Linked DNA regions of Pan troglodytes: region 1 is linked to region 2. Evidence: chromatin contacts called from public HiChIP or PLAC-seq data. All regions are on one chromosome and are shown on one strand. The core of a region is the stretch at or near the end of the contact, and the rest is flanking DNA. Distances in the headings are between cores, read along the strand shown. Region 1 holds the start of RHBDL3 (rhomboid like 3). Region 2 holds the start of PSMD11 (proteasome 26S subunit, non-ATPase 11).

The links. HiChIP or PLAC-seq counts read pairs in DNA pulled down with a chosen protein or histone mark.
Region 1: an H3K4me3 HiChIP or PLAC-seq map of stem cell-derived excitatory neurons shows a contact between it and region 2, with 2.0 times the contacts expected there. The contact joins the promoter of RHBDL3 here to the promoter of PSMD11 in region 2. A contact is called at or near these places in 1 of 7 Hi-C or Micro-C datasets (stem cell-derived neural progenitor cells) and 1 of 1 datasets of contacts at active chromatin or transcription factors (stem cell-derived excitatory neurons).

Annotation. Positions count from the first base shown.
Region 1 is chr19:35,319,490-35,326,249 of NHGRI_mPanTro3-v2.0_pri, forward strand. RHBDL3 (rhomboid like 3) reads right to left here and starts at 5,437. Exons shown (of 8, transcript XM_016932028.4): 1 at 4,966-5,437. The coding sequence starts at 5,076.
Region 2 is chr19:35,141,745-35,147,933 of NHGRI_mPanTro3-v2.0_pri, forward strand. It overlaps PSMD11 (proteasome 26S subunit, non-ATPase 11), which reads right to left and starts at 4,324. Exons shown (of 14, transcript XM_054670054.2): 1 at 3,935-4,324; 2 at 1,504-1,605. The coding sequence starts at 4,025.

The DNA of each region.
Region 1 (6,760 bases), core at 4,187-6,686, 180 kb after region 2:
ATAAGCGATGCTAGCATAGCTGGATAGGAATCAGATGCAGATGGAGTGCAGGGTTATATGATGTTTTTAATCATAGAAAAAGTAGTAGGAAATAAAAGGGCATATTTATGAGACCTGGGGAGGGATGAAAACTATCTCAGGCCTGAAGCAACAGAAGGAATCAGGAAGGAAAAGCTCAACAGATTCCACAGAAAATAAGACTTTTTTCTTTAACAAAATTTTTTTTAAACTTTTAAAAAACGGAGGTGGGGTCTCGCTATGTTGCCCAGGCTGGTCTTTAACTCCTGGGCTCAAGCGATCTGCCCACCTTGTCTTCCCAAAGTGTTGGGATTACAGGTGTGAGCACCCCGTCAGAAAAATAAAACATCTTTACTACGATATTATACTATAACAACAGACTAATATTTATGGTAAATTTTAAATCTACTTAAATATTTAGGAAAACCATCAAGATCTCCAAAATATGAAAAGACGATTCCCTCAAGAAGAAGTTTGAACAGGACATGAACACATGCAACATACTGAGTTGAACTAATGACCCTCAGGTCTCCCACCTGCTGCAACTTCTGGGACCCATGGGGAAGAATCGGGGGAGTGAGGGTGCGTGGCATGGATTGGCCCTGCTAACACTCCTGCTTGAGTGGGCCAGATGCCACAATGCCAGGGAGGGGGATGCAGAAGCTTCCATGGGACTGGGGTCACCTGCTTTCATCACCTCCAATCCCCACAAAAGGTATCCTGGCCATTTAGTTCGACGGTGACCATATAGGACCAACAAGACCAACACCATGGCTTCTAGCCCTTGGGGTCCAGTTGGCGTCATGCTAGATCAAGGCTACTCCACATGCTGAAGAACCAGACATTATGGAGGGACTGGTCTAATCCATCCCTAACACCTGGAAAACAGACCCTAGCAGATCCCAGTTTGAAATTGGGTTACCACTGGTGTCTGCTTGACCCAAGAAGGGAGGGAGGAGAGGCTTGACTGGTTCTAGCCGCCCATGCCATTGATCTCTGGAAGGTGAACTCCAGAGTCACTTGTGCTTACAGGGACTCTGAGAGGTGTCATGTCCCATCCATGACTGCAGTTTGATCTATCAGGGTTGCTTGCTTCTTTTTTTTTTTTTTTTTGAGAAAGGGTCTCACTTTTTGGGAGGCCATCCTCCTGTCTCAGCCTCCCAAAATGCTGGGATTACCGGCGTTAGCCACTGTGCCTGGCCTAATTTCTTTCCTAGAATTAATTCTGGGCAGGCCTCCCAGAAGCAGGGGTATGCTCTTTGTGACACCCAGGACCCAGGACCTACCTTCAGTTGGAAAAATTCGATTTAATAGACCACTAGCTACTATTAGGTGCTACACATTCTTTCTGCTCCCTTGAGTTCCAAAATCTTCCTACTAAAAGCTCTCTTCCTTTCACCCAAATGGTTTGTTTTAAAATGTACACATACACACAGGGACTGGCAAAGGAAATTAATCAAATGAAAAAGATAGACACAGACAGAGAAAAAAAAAAGAATGATACACTTTGTTCTAGGTTCTGATTCTAAATCTGGCAGGAGGTGTGAAGGGCTGGCAGCTTGGTGGTAGTGGTGGCAGTGGCGCAGCGGGCTCCCTCCTGCCTTGGGGCATCAGGCCAGCAGCTGCTGTACTCTTAGGAGCCAGAGGGAGAGATGCTCTACCCGTCAGGACAGGAGCCAGTGCATGCTTTGAACTTCAAACCACAGCCAGACCTCGTGGTTAATGTGGATGATAACCCCAAATCCTCACCCCAGGCCTTTTGCACTGCAATTCCGTGTCATCACGCCCACTCCGGCATCTGCAACCGGCTGGCTCCTCTAACTGAACTCGTCTCAAACCAAAGTTGTCATTTTTGCCAAACGTCTCTCCTCACTCCAACTTGTTTTTTGTTTTTGTTTTGAGACAGGGTCCCACTCTGTCACTCAGGTTGGAGTGCAGTAGCACGATCGTGGCTCACTGCAGCCTCAACTTCCTGGGCTCAAGCAATCCTCCTGCCTCAGTCTCCCATGTAGCTGGAACCACAGGAGTGTGCTACCATGCCTGGCTAATTTTTTAATTTTTTGTAGAGATGAGGTCTCACTTTGTTGGCGAGGCTGGTCTTGAACTACTGGGTTCAAGTGATCCTCCCGCCTTAGCCTCCCAAAGTGTTGGGATTACAAGTGTGAGTCACCCCACCCGGCCCCACTCCAACTTCTTTCCCTCCTAGGTTCAGAATCTCAAAGTTAGATATGTGGTTCCCCTCACCTATGGTCTATTAAGATCTTCCAATTCTTCCATCACCATGTCCCTCTTCCCGTCCATCCTCACTGTCACCTTCTTGCCTCCGTTCAGTGCTGCAGCTCCTGCCTAGCTTCCCTCATCCCGGTAGCCCATTCACTCCTTATCCCCTAAGACACTGGAGCTTTCCCAAGCCTGGCTTGGATCACGTAACAACCTTGCTAAAAAACTTTCTAAGGCTTCCCCTGCCTACAATGAAGTCCTGGTTCAAGCTAATTTTTCAGCTTTATCTCCTTCTCCTACCCAACACATTCCCTCTGGCCCACTCACACCAATTTCTTAAAGTTGCACAAACTTCATGGCACAATCATTCTCACCCCAGGACTACAGCACTCAACTATCCTCCAACATGGGGCAAAGAGAGAGAAGGAAGCACATAACAGCACCCACCACGAATGCTAAGAGGAGAACCATTTCCTTGCTGAAGGTCAAATGTCCATCTCCAGGTTCAAAAGCCAATACTTGGCACCCCCAACTCCATGCCCTACACCTGGACTCCAGGCATTGCGAAGAATCACACACAATTTCCCCTCTGTAACCTCCCAGCACTCCCTCATCCCTATGACAGAATTAAAGACATTGAATTAGCCTTCAAAAGAGTCCATACTGTGAGTCAGCCCCCAAGGATGGCAGAGATTTGACTTCAGCGGTGGCCATGGACCCTCCATAGTGGAGGTAGAAACGGAGAGGGATTGTCAGCCCAAGCCCTTCCCCCACCTCTCCAGCCCCCTACTGCAATCCCCTGGCATATGGAGGATTTCCCAGGCATTCAATATATAACGTCCAATTTCTACATGGTGTAAACCCGGCTCTGGTGCAGCAGAGTACGGAGGAGGCAGGAGGGAGATCCTCTCAGGAGAGCCCATCTCTTCCTCCTGATACCTGGAGAGCAGTGTCGTTCAGCCCCAGAGATGCACAAAGCCACACCCCCACCCCACGTCACCATCTCAGGAGCGCGGAGCTAGGGAAGCCCACGCAAGCAGGGAGACTGAGACCGATTTCAGGGAGGGCTGGAAGGAAATGGGGGGTTAACTGCTCACATACCTGATCAAACAGGACTTTCCAGTGCTGGCAGAGAGGGAGGCCATGCAGGAGAGGAAGAAGAGGAGAGAAAGAAAGACACACTTATCACCAAGGTCTCTGTAGTCCTCGGATGTTTCTGACATAGCCTCCCAGCGGCTGCCCAGGAGTCATGACCAGGCTCAGGGACTGGCCACAGGAGAGCAGGGGAAGTCTGGGAGGAGCTCCCCAATGAGTCCACACTGAGCAGAGGGAGGAAACTCACAGTAAGGGATGGGGTGGGGGCGGGGGCGGCAAGGTGGGTGTTGCTGGTTCTGGAACTGGCAGAACAAGTGATTCTCAACAATTACTAAATAAAGGCGTCCAAATATGTCCAAGCGCCTCTAATAATTTCTGCTGCCTAAAGCCTATGTCCACAGCTACTCCCAGGCCTGGGAGAGCATGGCCAGGTGCAATCCCATCAGACCCCGGCGCAATGAGTCTCACCTGCTGGGGGCTAGAGCCCCCTCCCCCCCCAACCAGGAGAACTCACCTCTGCATAAACACTAACATTTTGCCTGCAGTTTTTTGTTTGTTTGTTCGTTTTTTGTTTTTTTGCGGGGAAGGAGGGGTGGTGAATGCCGAATGCGGTGAAGCCCACCCATTCTCTTCCAAGGCTGAGTCTAAGTGGTGACTACATCAGATTCTGCCAGGGGTTTAGGGCCAGAAGGAAGTGATGGATTTAACCGCAGACGCCAAAGAGAGAAGATCGTAAACTACCCCCCAACCCCATTCAGACTTTCCCGCTTTGGTTGTGTGGGTTGGGGGCCTGGTTTCACTTCCATCTCCCCACCCTGAGGGAGGGGTGGGCAGGGCAGGGTGTCTGCCCGGTTTTTCACCCCTATGTGTAGGTTAGCCCCGGGAGGTTAACCCAAGAAACTCCAGTTCCCAGGGCTTCGCAGGGCCGGCCCGCAGGACCGGAGGGATGGAGACCCGAGCAGCAGACGGCGGGGAAGCCCTCGGGGCAGCCCCTCCCTCTACTCGCTCAGGGGACCGTCCCCTGGCACCGCCACGGTCTTGGACTCCCGGGCCTCCTTCTAGGAGCAAAGCCGCTCCCAGCACTCTTTCCCTCCCTGCTCCGGCCGGGGTCAGAGGCGGGGGCCGGCTTGAATTTCAATCAGTGTCGCGGCAAGGCAGGTGCCGGGCGGGAGCTAATCCGGGAGCGGAGGAAGGGGTCGCCAGACCGGCTTGCACGGCCAGGGACGGGGACTCTGCGGCGTCCGCTCCTTCCCCAGCTCCGGGAGCTCGCAGGTCGCGGGCGTGAGGGGAGGGGGAGTCACCGCCGTGACGCGGCCGCCTCTGCGGGAAAACGCCGTGTCCCGGGCACTGCACCAGCGGCGGGGAGGGGGCTCCGGCGGTGACAGGTCCGCGGCGCAGTGGCGGTGCTGTGTCCCGCAGGGAAGCCGCGGGAACCAGAGCGGGGGAAGCGGTGCGCGCGCGTTTCGGGGAGACCGGTCCCTCCGCCCCCTCCTGCCCGCGGGGACCCGGCCAATCCGGGGCGCTCCCGCGTCACCTTGAAACCTCCAAGTTGCCCGGCGTGGGGCGAGACAGGGGCGGCTTTTCCCCCCGGCGCCCCCTAGAAAGTTTGCCGGGCGGGGAGGGGGCACTCACGTCCTCCGGCGCCGCGGGCAGCCGCTCCTCGGCCTCGGGTTCCAGCTCCTCGATGCGCTCCGCCTCGGCGCAGGCGGCCACCGCGGGGCCCGGGCTGGGGTGCTCGCCCATGGCCGAGACGGGGTCCGGGGGCGGCGGCGGCGGCTGCGGGGCTCGTCCCGGGGCGCCGGGCTAACTTTGCGCCGCGGCGGCCGCGCCGCTCCGGGGGCTCAGTGCGCGCCGCGCCGCCTCCGCGCCCGCCCCGCAGCCCGCGCCCGCCCCCATGGCCCCGGTCCCCGCGCCGCCGCCGCCTCCTCGCGACCCCGGGACGCCCGGCCCCTCCGCCGCCAAACTTCACTGCGCTAGCTGCCCCGCTGGCCTCCGCCTCCGCCCCGGCCCTCGCGCCCGGCTCCGAGGCGAGGGCGCCCTTGGGCCGGCCCCGGCCCCGCCGCTCCCCGCGCTCCCTTCCCGCTTCTCGCGGCCCCCGCTCTGCGCCCGAGTCTCCTCCTCCCCGCGGAGTCTTCGGGGGCGGCGCGCGGGCGGGGGCGGGGCTGCTCGCGGGGAACGCCGGCCCCCGCCCCGCACCCCACCCCGGGCGCCGCCACCCGGGCCCAGTCGGTCAGAGCGGCGCGGCCCGGGAGCGGGAGGGCTGCGGCGGGGCTGGCGAGGAAGTGGCGGCGCTGCCCGGGGCGGGGATGGGGACTGCGCCGTCCCCGGCCCGGTCACCACCGGCCTGCACTCCGGGCCCGGGCTTGGCTCTTCCATCGGCTTAACCATCACTTGGTGGTGGCAGATATGTGATGGAGACACGATGTTGGCGACGTCAGGGTTAACTAGGAGTGAATTGGGGGCGCGATGTTGTAAGGAGGGGATCCCTCCCTCCCGCCCCATTATCCTTACGCCCTATTCACTGCGGTCTCAGATTCTGGGAGGTCTTGGGAGGCCCAGAAATGGGAGAAGTCAGATTGCGGGGTCCTGGGCCCCAAAGCCTAAATCTTGCCCTTTCTACACCCGGAGCTAAGTGACCATGCCCAGGCTTCATTTGACCACGTGGACAAAGGTAAGCCCAGGGAAATGCCCCATCTGGGGAGAGGGACGCTAAAGAAACTAAAGCAATCAGAAAGGAAGTTAGCCAAAAAGGAGTAGGGGATCTTTTAAAGAAAACAATCGATGCTGTTTCCCTGCAGGAAAGCGCCCCCAAGAGAGACCATCTCCCGAAGCAGAGGCTCTGGCTGTAAATGGTGCTAGTGGCCGGCCTGGCAGGGGCCAGCTCTCCCCAGAGGCTCAAGGGGCTTCTCCAGGAAGGCTGTGCCCTTCCACTCCTCTTGTTTTCCTCTTCCCACCACCCACTCACTCACTAGTCTTTGCCCTCTTCCTTCCTCTCGGAAACGGAACAGGCTCCTTTCCATTAGTGAGAGCTGCAACTAATGCAGTCATCTTCAGAAAGCAAAGACATAACCCCGTGCCCAGGATCCGAACTGCGACCATCGCCCAGCAATGACTGCTCCCCTTAAACACCGAGAAGGGAATTCACTTGATTCTAATTAGGTGAGTTTGCTACAGACACCAATTTTCATCTCTGTTTCAGAAAGTGTGATCATTTCAACTATTTTTGTTTCTCACCACCCTCCTCCCCATCCCTACTCTACTAACAAGTCAAGATCCTGCCAAGATTTCCTTGTAAATAAAACTGTCTGCATGGGGTGTGATTTTGAAAACAGCCTTCAGGGGACAGAAGAGAGGCTGATTCTTTGTGAAGAGGAGCCCAGAAGGACAAGTGACTGCTGGGGCCCTGGGGTCTGTGTTGCTGCCTCCT
Region 2 (6,189 bases), core at 3,074-5,573:
AAAAAAAATACAAAATTAGCCGGGCATAGTGGCGCATACTGGCAATCTCAGCTACTCGGGAGGCTGAGATAGTAGAATCGCTTGAACCTGGGAGGCAGAGGTTGCAGTGAGCCGAGATCGCACCATTTGCACTCCAGCCTGGGCAACAAGAGCAAAACTCTGTCTCAAAAAAAATAATAATTAAAAAAAAAAAAAGAAGAGTTCATAGCACTCAAAAACCATTATGGATGGTTCTTTTTATAGCTACTTAATGATGTTTTAAGTAAGATATAAGGCCCATGTAAACACATCCTCATAATTTCATACATCTTTATTCAGCTCTATAGACTGAGCCTAATAATTAATAAGTTAGTTATCTTTAATTGAAAAAAATCACTGGCCGGGCACAATGGCTCACGCCTGGAATCCCAGCACTTTGGGAGGCCGAGGTGGGTGGATCATGAGGTCAGGAGTTCAAGACCAGCCTGATCAACACAGTGAAACCTCGTCTCTATTAAAAATACAAAAATTAGCCAGGCTTGGTGGCGCGTGCCTGTAATTCCAGCTATTCCGGAGGCTGAGGCAGGAGAATCGCTTGAACCCAGGAGGCGGAGGTTGCAGTGAGCCAAGATCGCACCACTGCACTCCAACCCGGGTGACACAGCAAGACCCCGTCTCAAAAAAAAAAAAAAGAAAAAAAAAATCTTTAGTTCTCAAGTTGAAGAAGTTGTGCTAACTAACCCCCATCATTCTCTTGAACAACATAATTTTAGGGAAAATAATTCATGAGGTCACTTACCAGATCTTAATCCAATCTAATCAAATGAGCTCTAAATTCACTTTAAACTTGACAAAAATCACCCATTTAAGTTTAAACAGACTTCTCTCTAAATACTATTACCACTTTACTGGTAAAAGGTCCTTCCTGATCAAAAGGACTCCCTTCTCATTCCAAGGACACACCCATCATCAGAATATTATGTCAAATCTAATCAGTCAATGGTTCAATTACAACTAGAATGTTTGAGCAATGATGTGCACAAAGTCCTAGGTATGAATGGAGAAGTCTTGGGAAGGCTCCATTTAATGTCTTACTCATTCTCATTCTGAATCTATCAAAAAAAAATGACAGTGAGTCACTTGGATACAAAATCCTTTGTCATTTTTAAATCAGGTGCTTAAAGTTGTTATCTATCTTAAATACATCAGAGTTGCTCAGTGAAATTATTGAAGACTGTTGCTGCCTCTATGTAAGCGAATACAGTGAGAATTCAAAAACCAGAAACAAATCAGAAATCACTATATCCCAACAAAATAAGATTGTCTCTCATTTGCAAAACTAAACTACCATGAAAGAAGTGAGTTTAAAGGCCACTTAACTGCCTGCTAAAAAACTGAAGCTCAACAACTTGCCAAGAAAATAAAGCTGAATTCAGTTTGTGGATCAGTCCCATGATTCTTCACTCCAACAAAAGACAGGAATTTCACTGAGCATTTCAGGTACAATCCATGTGTAGCACTTACCTGCAGCTTGTCCAGTCTTTGCCAGGAGAGATCCCAGTTCCAGGATGCTCTGCTCTTTGACTTGCACTGCCTCTTCATCGTTTTCCTGAATGTCACGCTTCACTGGGAGAGGAAAATGCAAACCTTCTTAAAATTCTGACCAAAAAATGAAGACTGAGGGAAATTTCACCCTCATAAGATCCATTACAAACTCAAACATATTTACCAAAAGACAAATTCTAGAGTTAAAAAAAAAAAACTCTAAGCCAGGAAAAAAAAAAAAAGATCATATATACGTAGAATATGCTCCATGTAAATCATAAAAAAAGGATTCTTCTCTTTGATTTTAAATGTGCCTTTTCATTCTACCCAGCAGAATTTTGCTTACCTACATACACTAAGTTTCTGTTGTGGTCACTTGGTTAAAGCGAAATTAAAACAAAACAAATCCTTCATACTTATGGTGCCAAGATCTGTTCCAGTCACTATTTTATGGGAAGATATTAAACATGCCTGTGCGTTTATGCCACAAACTAAAATCAATTGACCAAGTTACTGATGCCTGTAAGTCAAAAGCGTTTCAATAAACTTTAGGTCTGTGCAAAGCCTCAGCTGATGGGTGGTGTTAGGGATAAGCAGGTCTATAAAGCCATTCAAGAAAAACAACTCTATCAAAGCCCCAGATCCTGCACAGCTACACTTAGGAGAGACTGCTGCTTTTTAATGCATTGAGGTCTGTTAAAATAACTTTGTGCTATCTGTCCTATTTTCAACAGTTAATAACTATTTTAACATTCAAACATGGAATAGCCTCTCCAAGTTTGTAGTGATCATCACTAGTTACTACTACTCTTACAAAGCATCATGACTTGACAAAAACCATGATGGAGTCCAGAGAAAGTAAGGCCGTCAACCACCATGACTCAAGCTTGCTCTAACAGTGAAGCTTTCAGGGAACTCTCCCCTAGAATAGTGGGCCAACAGGAAATACTCTAATTGTAATATTTGACGTAATTTCTACTTTATGAAAGACAAAATATTAGACACTAGACACAGACAATTAAAATTCATGCTCCTCACATTAGTTCTAAATAATAGTGTGTCCTCAGAATAAAATACCCATGTAACGGTGATTGAGATGACTCTGGTTCCGTAGAAGTAACTGACCTAAGATCAGAACTTTTAAAATGAAACACCTTTTACCAATATCATTCAAAGATACACCTTGACGCCCACTTCCTCTCCTTCTCTAGTATCCCCAATGATAAAGTATCAAGATCTTGTCATTGTCCTTTCTCCGTGCAGGTCTGGAATACCAAAATTCAACACACTAAGTCAAATGCCAACATCTTGCAAGTCCCACATACAGGTGCATTCTCATACTACTTGTTGAGCCAATTCAGATCTTCCCAAACTACACTACAAAGATTCCATTACATGTGCAGTGAAGAGCTAGTCCAAGCCCTAACTGAATCCTTTATGAGTGAACATTAACGTCTTCTTCTGTCATTATAAATTTCTGTTCACACTTGAATCCCAACAGAAAGCTGCCGGAAGCGACTGGCTGGGGTTCCCATTTCAGTTTTCCTGTTGTGTACAGGTGTAAGACCATCGTATTACAGTGTTAAGAAATTTTAATTTTTCCGGCAACATGCAGCCGACCCGTTCCAAAGAATTCCCTGAACTCCGCGGCTGACAACTAACTCCCTTAACTCACTTCCAACCCCTACAGGGAGTCTGGAAAGATTAGTCACCTCCTCTAGCCAGGCGGTCCCGCTCCAACACCTCACTCTTACACCCTACACAGAGCAGATGAGCGTCTCGGCCACCTCCACAAACCAAATGCCAATCTGAGGTGTGTGTCACCCCTGAATTTCCCATATTCTGAAAGAGACCCTCCTCTTAGTGGAGCTTTCTGCCGTGGGGCTGAGGAGTAGCAGCTCCCAGCGTCCCGTGGAAGGAAACTCCCAGAGAAGAGCAAGCGCTCGCGCTCCCACCCGGAGCAGGCTGTGCTGATTACAACGGCGGGAAATGCCTGTCCAGAGCTGGTTTCGCCAAGGCCTTTCAAGTAGAGACTCTAGGACCAGTCCGTGACAAGCACGCCGGCCGGCACTGCTCCGGGTCCCAGACCAGCTCGTGCGGGCCAGAGCCGGGGACACGGCTAGGGAGGGATGGGGGCCCGGCTCGGCCCACTCTCCCACCCTACGCTGAGCCCCCCGTGAGTCAGCAGCCGGCGAGGGGACCCGGGGATTGCCTCAAGCCCTCCCACAAGAGTGAGACCTGGGAGGCTCTGGGGAGCTCCGAGCGGCCTGCGCCCCCGGCCCGGCCCCCCTCACACACACAGTGAGTCAGCAGCATCAGAGCCGGCTAGCCCGGCCCCTCTCCGCTGCCGCCGACCGACATAAGCGGAGCTGGGCCGGCGGGGCCGGGGAGGCGGCGCGGCGACCTTTACCGATGGAGTGGAGGATGTCGATGGAGGCCTCCCGGTCGGTGCTGAGTAGAGACTGGGCTCTCTGGAACTCCACCACCGCCGCCGCCGCCATCTTACCGCTCTCACACCGTCCCCGGCCGCGGCCGCCGACGCCGGAAACACACACCCGGAAAGCCCGCCCTCGGGTCCCTCCGCCTGTAGCTCCCGCGGCTCCGTTGCCAGAGCACTCCGGGAGTTGTAGTCTCTCCGCCGGGCGCTGTAGTCTCTCCGCCGGGCGCGGGCTGAGGGGTGGGGAGAGCGGGACCGCCTCGCAGGTGGGCTGCAAGCTCCCCAGCGCCTCCTAGCGGGCAGCCGGCGAGGAAAGAGGCGGTGCCCCGGAGTGGGAGCTCTAGATCGGTCCCCGCCCACCCCAAAAGAGGCTTCTTGATTCCGGCCCCGCTCGCGCACCCCTGAGAGGGGTTCCTGAGTACCGGGCTAGGTATTGAGTCAAAGCTGCGTGGCTTTCTTTGCGGCTTCCACGATTTAACCATTCATTCGGGACGATAAGTGACCTTATAAAGTGCTCGCTATGTGGCAAAGAAGAGCACCATTCAAATGCGTTCCAGTGTCTGACGCCTGTGCGCCGCACACACGCTTTCCAGGCTTGACTCCCGCAGAACGCTGGCCAGCAGGTGGGCAAACCCGCCAGGACCGGAGAAAACTGTCCTCACGCGCCCATTTAACCTTGGGACAGTGCTGGACGTGATGAAGTGAAACATCACCTTTGCTCCATTCACGCCACAAATACCTCTTGGGAATCCACAGAAGCCTCACCCAGCTCCCCAGCTCAAAGAAGAAAAAAAAAAAAAAAGGAAGGAAGGGAGGGAGGGAGGGACGGAGGAAGGAAAAAATTGAATTATTCTTCCCAATATCTTCAGCCCCTTCAACTAAAGTCACAGATATCAGTGAAGACGTCGTGTGGACGGAAAAATGACATTCTATGAGACCACTTAGGGTTAAACTTAAGAAAGGTGCTAAAAGGATACAAAGACAATTCAGTATTAAGGAAGACCTTTCTCTAGGTGATGACGATCCAAAAATGGAATGTGCTGTCCCATAAAAGGCCGCAAAAAGGGGACTAACATTGCACACCCTCCTCTGTAAGTGGAGTAGGCCATTTATATTCCTCTGTCTCCTTTTATTCTCCCAACAATGTTCTGTAAAGCAGATATTTACTCCCCTTTAATATGTGAGGGAACAGGGGTTTGAGTTATTTGGTGAAGCTCAAATCGTGATTGGAAGAGATAAAAGCTGCCGGTTAGGGAATGCCTTCCTAATTCCTGGGTGTGTTCACGTGAAAAGTAGATGACATTTCATCAGGTTGTTGTAAACAGGATTCATGACTTTGATGGAGAGTTGGATTAAATGGCTTCTAGCAAGGCGCGGTGGCTCATGCCTGTAATCCTAGCACTTTGGGAGGGCGAGGTGGGCATATCGCTTGAGCCCAGGAGTTTGAGACCAGCCTGGGCAACATAGAACCCCGACTCTACTAAAAATACAAAAATTATCCGGGCATGGTGGCGCACGCCTGTAGTCTCAGCTACTTGAAAGGCTGAGGTGGGAGGCTTTAGAAGAAATCATAGGAGAGGATAGAGTGCTGGCCTCACTATAAAGAGGGAGTACTATAAAACAGTGGACCCCAACATTTTTGGCACCAGGGACCAGTTTTGTGGAAGACAATTTTTCCACGGATGTGAGGAGGGGGGATGGTTTTGGGATGAAACTGTTCCACCTCAGATCATCAGGCATTAGATTCTCATAAGGAGCAGGCAACCTAAATCCCTGGCATGCTCAGTTCACAATAGGGTTTGCCTCCTATGAGAATATAATGCTGCAGCTGATCTGACAGGGGGCGGAGCTCAGGCAGTAATGCTGGCTCCCCAGCCGCTCACCTCCTGCTGTGAGGCCTGATTCCTAACAGGCCACTGACTAGTAGTGGTCCTTGGCCCAGGGTTGGGGACCCCCACTGTAAAAGACTAGGAGTGTCTGCCAGATCTTTCTCCCAAGCTAGTGAGTCTTGCTGACTGTGGAAACTTATGAGCCCATCCCTGTGTGATCATCATGGTGAAAGTTTTGAGATGAACTAGACATGTCTCTTGAGGAGTTTGGCATGTGTGCACATTCATGAAGATGGGCACCCACTTCTAGCCTGCAGAATTCTGAATTAGGGAAGCTGGCTGGCACACTCTACAATAGGACAGGGAGAAAAGGCAACAATAGGGTAGCTTCCACTCCCT